Regions from separate parts of the Mus musculus genome. Here region 2 is linked to region 1. Evidence: chromatin contacts called from public HiChIP or PLAC-seq data. All regions are on one chromosome and are shown on one strand. Each heading gives the region's core, a stretch centred on a gene start, on an enhancer-like site or on the middle of the called end of the contact. The rest is flanking DNA. Distances are from core to core; before and after follow the strand shown. Region 1 has its middle 65 kb from the start of Gm33035. Region 2 holds the start of 4930423B08Rik (a long non-coding RNA gene).

Evidence for each region. HiChIP or PLAC-seq counts read pairs in DNA pulled down with a chosen protein or histone mark.
Region 2: an H3K27ac HiChIP or PLAC-seq map of trophoblast stem cells shows a contact between it and region 1, with 5 times the contacts expected there. The contact joins the promoter of 4930423B08Rik here to the enhancer-like site in region 1. A contact is called at or near these places in 2 of 484 Hi-C or Micro-C datasets (B cells and the HL-1 cell line) and 1 of 115 datasets of contacts at active chromatin or transcription factors (trophoblast stem cells).

Annotation. Positions count from the first base shown.
Region 1 is chr10:68,966,268-68,970,808 of GRCm38.p6, forward strand. No RefSeq gene overlaps it. Among named protein-coding and RNA genes, the nearest start is that of Gm33035, 65 kb to the right of the region's middle. Within about 2 kb of position 2,629, at least 12 of the 459 cell types and tissues checked have an H3K27ac peak or open chromatin away from gene starts, as enhancers often do. A contact at or near this core is called in trophoblast stem cells, where this site is marked.
Region 2 is chr10:69,325,806-69,330,346 of GRCm38.p6, forward strand. It overlaps 4930423B08Rik (a long non-coding RNA gene), which reads right to left and starts at 2,456. Exons shown (of 2, transcript XR_380547.3): 1 at 2,280-2,456; 2 at 550-789.

The DNA.
Region 1 (4,541 bases), core at 1,379-3,878:
CACCTAACCCACACTTAAAGCAATCTCATACTGTCGTTTAAGGTTCCATGCATTTGATCCATCAAAAATTCCCACCTTCTGCTGAGTTGTTTTTACGAAAGAAAAGAACAGTAGCTGGAGAGAGGGATGAGGGTAAGCATTTGATGATCTCTTAAAGCACAAACATGAAGGCCAGAATTGGGCGTTAGAAAGATGAGCCAGGGGCTAGGAAGGCCAATTTCTCTTTGCAGAGGACTTGGTTTTGGTTCCAAGCACCTACATCAGGTTGATCACAATCATCTGTAATTTGATCTCCAAAGAACCTGACAATTCTCTCTGGCCTCTGTGAACAGACACACACACACACACACACACACACACACACACACACACACACGAAAGGAAACAAATCCACATAAAGTCCAGGTAGACGTAGTGGTCTACGATCCCAGCCCTTAGGAGCTGAACAGTGACAGGGTGTCTAGGACCAGCTGGTTAACTGTGCCAACTGAATTGCAAGCTCTGGGTTCAGGAAGACTGTGCCTCAGTGACATACAGCAAAGAGCCATCCATAAAGACTCTACAAGTCACACTGAGGCCAATTCAACAGGGAAGCATGCACTGTCTCACACATAACATAAGAAAAGACAAAACAACAACAACAAAACCAGAGAATCATGAATGTGTATCTATTGTTCAGGTGGGCCCCTCAGTTTCCATGCTGTGGATATGAACTCATGTGTTCATAGTATTTAGAGATGGGTAATTAAAATTGGATAAAGACTCCAAGTTGGACCAGCAGATTGGGACTGGTAGCTTTACAGAAAGAGAGTTCCAAGCTGATGGTGGCTGATGTGTCACCTTGTGGCACACTCTGCCTTGGCATGACATCACCAGAGACCTTCACCTGATCAAGTATTTAAGAATGAATTTTGTAAGGTGGGCAGTGGTGGTGCACGCTTTTAATCCCAGCACTTGGGAGGTAGAGGCAGGTAGATTTCTGAGTTAGAGAGCAGCCTGATCTACAGAGTGAGTTCCAGGACAGTCAGGGCTACACAGAGAAACCCTATCTCAGAAAACAAAAACAAAACAAAAACCAAAAAAAAAAAAAAAAAAACCAAAAACAAAAAACAAAAAACAAACAAAAACATGTCTCTCCTGCCTCATTCTCCTGAATGCTATAATTACAGGCAGGTGCTACCACATTCTGCGAATAAGTACCTTTTCTTTACTAATTAGACTATAGCAACAGTTATAGCAACACAAGATGAACTAAATCAGGTATAAAATGTCAGGCTGCTTTTGTGGATTATCTCTTGTACATTGTCAATATAGCATCATTAATGTGTAGCCACGCCAGATAGACAGGAACAGGAAAACGTACAGAGACATTTCCAAGGCAAGGGCTACTGGAGTGGCTCATTTATCAGCTGAATTCTTTCCATTTAAAAAGACTTGCCAGGTAGGGATTTTTTTTCAAATACTGATTTGATGAGCTAGCGAATAGAATCATATTTATATGACAGTGAATTTTCTAGGTGGCAAGGACCTGAGACACACTTTTTTAAAATAGCCAGATAAGGGGGAAAAAAATCTTGGTGTGCACAATTCACACTTGAAGTGATGGCTCTGTCTTTGAAACACCACGGAAAGCGAGGTGTTTAATGTGTCTTCCAGACAATTACAAAGCGTCCCTTGATCAAAACCCTCTGCGAGCAATATTGACAAACCTGCCCAGCCACGGGAATCTCCTAGAGAGAAAATGATCTATGAGATTACCTGCTGGCGGGTTCATGGGTCAGATTGTCAATATCCAGTGAAGGATCATAGAAATAAACATTCAGGGCTCGCTGTGCTGACGTCTGTATTTATGGTGCTCAGAAGGCAGTTAGTCAATCAAAACCAGTTAGAGCAATTACAGTTTTCCCCAGCTAAATGGGAGAGAAAGAACCCGAACTCTGTGTGATGAGACTTCAATGCAGCAAGATAATCCAAAATTGCTTTTTATTCATGTGGAGGGAATTCAGTGCTACTTTATCTTGTCACTTGTAATTGTCTGATTAAATGAACACCACGGAGATGTATTAATGTAATGAAGTCAAACACTCAATTAGGTTTTATTTTCTCTCCCATTTTTGCATTGTTTGGCATTCCCGCAGGATCAGAAGTACAATGGCGCTCTCCCTATTGAGTTGAGCTCCTTCGTAGTTGGCAAATATTTATTCTTTTATCTATGTTTCAGCTGGCACTGCAATGAATGGGCCCCCATTTTCCCCCTGTCTTGACTCCTGTTGTCACACAATATATTGTGATGTTGTTGAGCATAACAGTATTTTAGAGATGACATAAATCACTAATGCAAGACAGCCTGTGCTGAATTCAAAGAGCGAATCTCTTTGAAGGAACAGAAAACGTGTAAAGAAAGGGTGATGCCCAGAAGGGGCTGGGATGCCTGCAAGTTGGCACGGAGCTTGAATACACTCCACTGAATGCTGTGACGAATCGTAAACTTCCTGAAGGGTTAAAAATAAAGATCCAGAGAAAGAGCGTCAGCCTTTGGGGCCAGTACCCTTACAGTGGTACACAGTGAAGCTCCTAAGGAACTGCAGGGCTTCCAGATTGGAGATCTCCCTCCAGCTACTGCATGGCTGTCTAACTTCCTGTGAGTCACTAAGTCACTATGTTTTCTCATAGTTGTCACAGAGAAGTAAAGCTAGCACAGGCCACTTAAGAAAAGGAGCGTCTACTCTGACTCCCAGCTCCAGGGGAGATAGGTCATCACGCAAGCACCGCCTTAGGAGTGAGAAGTCAGCTGTTCACATTGTCTGGACAGTGAAGAAGCTCAGAGAGCAAGGGGAGAGGGGCTTGCTTATAAAACTTCAAGGCCCACTTCTACTGTTGTATTTCATCCAGAAAGGATCCGCCTCCAAAATGTTCCACAATTTTCCAAACGGTGCCACCATCTTGAGTACCTAAGCCAGTGGGAAAGATTTCACATTCAGACTGCAACATTCCCTGTGGTGGTTTGAATAGGAATGTCCTGCCAACCTCCGCCCCCCCCACACACACACACACCCCACCCCTGCTATAGACTCATGTGTTTGAATGGTTGGCCCATCAGAAGTGGCCCTACTAGGAGGTGTGGCCTTATTGCAGGAGGTGTGACCTTGTTAGAAGAGGTGTGTCACTGTGGAGGCGGGCGTTGAGGTCTCCTATGCTCCACCTAAACCCAGTATGGTACACAATCTGCTGCTGCTGCCTGTGGATGAAGATGCAGAACTCCGAGCTCCTTCTCCAGCACCACATCTGCCTGGACGCTGCCATGCTTCCCACCATGATAATGGACTGAACCTCTGAAACTGTAAGCCAGCCCCCAATAAAAGTTTTTCTTTATAACAGATTCCTTGATCGTGATGTCTCTACGCAGAAAACAAAAACAAAAACAAAAACAAAAAGCTAACTAAGGTATTCCCTAAGCCTCTATTATCTTACCAGTACAATGAAAATGATGGGTAGACCCTCCTCACATAACAGGACTTTTAAATCACGAAAGTCCCACAAGATGTTAATATAGTAGGCATTCAATAATGTTGGTAATAATGTTATTATTAAAATAGTGATTGACATTCAATTCGAAGCGTCTTAATTATGTGTTCCATGTGTGAAAGAAAGTTGGTAGTCTCAGAAACAAACACATGACCACTGCCCTCAGGTTAGGATTCAGTTCTAAGCTTACCAATATTTTAAAGACTGACTGCACTGAATACCTAGAAGAAATGTTGTAAGTCTCCTTAATGGACACTGCTATCAGTATGCCTGCTACTAGAATCCATTATAAGAGGAAACAAGGAGGTCTTTTGAAAAGCTTTCCTGCATCGTTCTTTTGAACGTGCAACACACCAAGCAATAAGTCTTGCCTAATATGACAGTACATTTTTGCCTCTGCATATGTGCATGTATGTGTATGTGTGCTTGCATGTTGTGGTGCTGGTGTGTGAGTGGACGTGCATGTAGAAGTGTACAAATGCCTGTGGAGGTCCAAGGTTGACATCAAGAAACTCGCTTCACGGACATGTACCTGATATATTACACTGGTCCTGTGCCAGGTCGAACAGTCCAATGAGCGGAAAGTGGGGATGATTACAGGAAAGGCAGAAAAGAAGACTCAGAGGCAAAAGTTAGAAATTGGGAGGCCTGCAGGTCTCTACCACACCAGCCCTGAATAAATTTCTCATAGCCTTTATACACATTACTGTATCGTGGGAAACAAAGTCACATGAGACCATGACTGATGTCCATAGGATATCTATTCCCATCCAGACACCTCCCTATTCCTCCATGTTCCTTCCTCCAAGATTAATAGAACTTTCATCCCCTTGCCTTGAGCTTCAAGAATATTTCCTCTTATTGTTCCCCTTGCCTTAAGCTTCAAGTGTAGCTCCTCTTACCGTTCCATGAGTCAGCAGGCCAGGAAATCTGCCAACAGGCCCTGACTTGCCTTGACTCTGCCTGACAGGTGGGCTCTCACAGAAGCAGGCAAAAACTGGCTCCTGACAATATAT
Region 2 (4,541 bases), core at 1,206-3,705, 360 kb after region 1:
GAGTGACCCTTTCTTGGAGTTTGGGAAGGTAAACACATTGTGCCTAGAACTTCTGATCTAGGAGAGGGTCAAAGAATAAATACTCCCATGCTCACCTCTACTCTAAGTGTGGTTTTGCTTAACTTTATATCTCTAGTTTCTGATAGATGCTACTCACCAATTACAAGTTGGATGGATGGATGCATGCATGGATGGATAGGATAGGTGGGTGGGTGGATGCATGGTTGCATGGATGGATAGAAGGATGGGTGGGTAGGTGGGTGGATGGATGGGTGGGTGGGGGGTGGGTAGGTGTATGGATGAGTGGGTAGATGGATAGATGGATGGATGAATGAGTGGATGTATGAATGGATGAGTGAGTAGATGGATGGTTACGTGGGTAGATGGATAGATGGATGGATGAGTGGGTAGATGGATGGATGGTGGAGTATATTGGTATATAGATGTGTGAATAGACAGATGAATAGGTGAGGGAGTGGACAGGTAGGCGAACAAGGATATACAAACCATCACACAGGTAGATGAAGAACTAAATAATGAACTTCAGAGTATGGTAGATGCCAAAATTTATTATAGTTTAGGTAATAAAAATAGTTTTGAAAGATGATGTATAAATACACTTGGTATAAGTACAAAGTCATCTTGGTGTGCTCCTGAGAAGGACACTGCAGCCCTGTCACGGACCAGAGCTCCACACAATGGAAGGCTATAAACAGCAGGCGGCATCACATGAGGGTTTTGCAATAGAAGGTTCACAGGACACAACTGTCTCCATCACTCAGGGTTAAGCTGTTTGGAAATGGAAACAGTCATGCCCTGTGTATTACTTTATCCAAAAGATGCCAGGCTCCCTGCATGGGCCCAGACCATCTATTGGCCTCTGTTTGAGGCAGGTTGCCAGGATCCTTTCTGCCAAGGAATTGCTGCAGTCTTTCCAAATAGGGAGTGAGCCAGTTCAGCAGATGTATTCTTGTTTGTAAAACTCTCCGAATTTCCCCTGATCAAGTGGGAAGGCCTATGCACACTGGCTCTGAGGACAGTGGGGGGACACTCAGTCATAGGCCTAGACTGCATTCAAGGGTCTGGTTCCAAAAAGGCCACCTTCAGTGGTCCCTCCAGGGGAAACCTGGAGGTCACCTGGGACCCTCTAAGACATTGGAGCTCAGTCTTCCTAACGCTGAGACCCTTTGATACAGTCCTCATGTCTTGGTAACCCCCTAACATTAAATTATTTCATTGCTATTTCATAACTGTAATGTTGCTACTGTTGCGAATCATAATGTACATATCTGAGATGCAGGATATCTGATATATCAACCCTTGAGGTGAGAAACTGACTCTCCATAGAAACAATAAGCCCCCAGGCCAGGCACCATGTTACTGTTAGGTTTACTGTCTTGGGTAAAATGGCATAGTAACCAGATGTCGTGAAAAAGGGAGCAAACCAATTCTCAATAGCAGGCAAACTGAGGCTTGGAAAGTCATTTCCCCCGTGAACCAAAAAAGCATCCAAAGGCCTCTCCACGGCCAGCCTGCAGCCAGCCCTCTTCTCCGGCTTCCTGCTAACAAGCAGGGTTACCTGTTATATTCTGGCAACAGAACCTTTGTGTATGGGTGGTCCTGTTCCCCCAATTGGTTCTTGGTCTCTCAGTAAAGACGCCATGGGCCAATCACTGGGCAGGAGAGATAGGCAGGACTTCCAGGTCCCGAGAGGCAAGGAGAGACCAGAGTTCCTGGTGCTTCTGATGAAGAAAAGGTGACCAGCCCCGTGAGATCTTGGGTGGAGCAGCCGTATGTGACCACTCCCACAGGCAGGGAAGTCGGAAGTGATTAAGTAGGATGTAACTGAGCTACTAAATCTGAGGGCAGGTGGAGAAGTGCGGAGATAAGAATATTGATGAGGGCAAGCTTTTCCTGGCGGGAGATAGTATCGCCCAGCAATTGTATCAAAAGGCAGATTGAAATTGAACAACTGTGTGTCTGTGTCTTTTATCTGTGGATTCCTGGGAAGCTGGGTGGGGGCTGGTAGCGCTGCCCATTCCCGGATCCTGGGCAGGGTAGCAAAAGCTACTTGCAACACCTTTGACTGGAACTGAAGGTGAGACACTCAGACAGACCTGGCCACCACGTGTTTAAGCTGTCTTCTCCTCTCTGAGCTTCGCGTGTTATTGTCTTCAGATCGTTTGTTTGAAAACAGAGCTCATGTTGGCTTGGAATTCATTATGCTCCTGCCTTGCTAGTCATACAGGCCTGTGCCACCTCACCGAGATTTCAGTTACCTTCTGGATAGAGCCTGGACCAGTTGCGGAAGCCACAAGCATCGCCAGCCATCTTGGTCCCTGGATGACTATCTGTATTCAGTCACTAAGCTGTCTTTTTATGGCCCAGTGCTATGACTACAGAAAAAAAAAAAAAAAAAAAAGGAAGACACGCCCATTGTGAGGTATTTCCCATCATGCCTTGCAGCAATTAGCCAACCCTCAACAAGGTGTATCAGGCCGTCGTGGAGGGTCCGCTCACCTGCCTCAAATGTTATCATCATAAATCATGAGCAATTCTCTTCTCAGTCATCAGATCCAAACAGACCTCACTGGCTTTGGAAAGCTGGCCCGGTAAGCCTGTCGCAGGGCATTATGTGTGGCTCAGCAAAGATGCAGGACAGGATTGGTAAACTCTGAGCGCTCCACGACACTCAACATGTGTGTTCATTCATAAGACAGATACATTTACACTGTGCTGCCAATAATCCTAGCATGATTTAAACATAACCCTAATAAGAGAGGGATTAAATCTATACATAAAAGTTAATGAAAACGTGACATTTCTCCTTATAACATTTAGATTGTCTTTCATACCCCTTGCGGGATGCTATTCATTTAAGCCCTGGAGCCTCAGCTTTCTGGGGTGGAAACCTTGTTTGTGGAGACATGACTGGTTTCAAGGAATAATGGAAACCTCTTGGGTAGCTTACACTCAGGCAACACCTTTCGCTGAGCTATCTCCAGGTCCTGTCCAGGTTGCAAGTGTGGACTGTGTGTTATCTGACAGTGCAGACTCCAAGTCTGTTGCCAGGGTAACCAGACGACGAAAGCTGTGGGGTGGAATAAAATGTTTTATTTATCTTGTTTTCTGTTAAAGCTAGCAGAACAGCCCCAAGGGGTGTGCTGGGTCACCAATGGTGACTATTTAAGGATGAATGGATGGCTGGATATATAAAGTCATTGTTAGCCCACAGGAAAACCACAGCTAAGATGTCATTCTTAGGCAGGTGTGGCCACTCAAACCAGTAATCCCCGGACTCTTACGGAGCTGAAGCAGAAAGATCATAATTTCAAGCCTAGCCTGGGTTATGGAATGAAAGCCTTAAAAACAATAATAAAATCCACAAAATAATTCCCTTCCCCAAACTCTCCATCACAGATGAGACTACTACAGCTCCCCTCAAAGGAACACGCAAGAGAGCAAAACTAGCCGCAAGTGCGAGAAATTGCTGTTATTAAGTAGTGCATGATTATTCGAGTACAATGAAGAGACGTGACATCATTCCTCACAAAGCGTCTACTCTACTCTTAAAAAAATAAAACAGAAAGCCAGGCTGGAGACTTACACCTATCATCTCAGCATTGCAATTATATTTTGAGTGCTGGGCCTTCCTGGACTTCAGCATGAGATCCCGTTTCAAAAATTTCAAATACAAGGGTTGGAGAGACAGCTTAGCAGTTAAGAGCAGAGCACAGGCTGCTCTTGAAGAGGACCTGAGTTCAAGTCCCAGCATCCAGTGGCTCACAAAGACCTATAACTCGGGGCTGGCGAGATGGCTCAGTGGTTAAGAGCACTGACTGCTCTTCCGAAGGTCCCAAGTTCAAATCCCAGCAACCACATGGTGGCTCACAACCATCCATAACGAAATCTGATGCCCTCTTCTGGAGTATCTGAGGACAGCTACAGTGTACTTAAACCTATCATCTTAAAAGACCTATAACTCCAGCCCCCCAGAGGGGCCACACCCTCTCCTGGCCTTCAGCCACGCCCTCTCCTGGCCTTCAGAATATTGTGCTCACATTCACATACCCACACAGAGATACCCGCACATAATTAAAACACAAACATTTCTTAAAATATAAATACATAGTGCGCATATATAATTAAGAATAAAACATTTACATACTTAGCAGAGGAAATTAAAAATTGGTTAAATTAAATTACATCAGCATACCCCATTGCTGCCACCAATGAACTCAGAGCTACAGGCACCTATGGCCATCTACCAAACTCTCACTTTTCTAATATATATATCGTTTTGTGTTTTATTGGGACACTTACATTTATTATATAGTAGTCATCGAATCTGCTATAAAATATCCATCAACAGGTTTGGTGGTAGAATTATTCTTCTTTCTTTTTTTCCTTTATATTCCTCTGCAAACTTTCTTTAACAAACACAGAAGATTCTTTCTGGTTTTGAGATAGTAGAACAGGAAATGTTCTGTTTCTGTCCAGGTATAACTTAACTTTGGACTCAGAAGTGACCACGGGCCGGG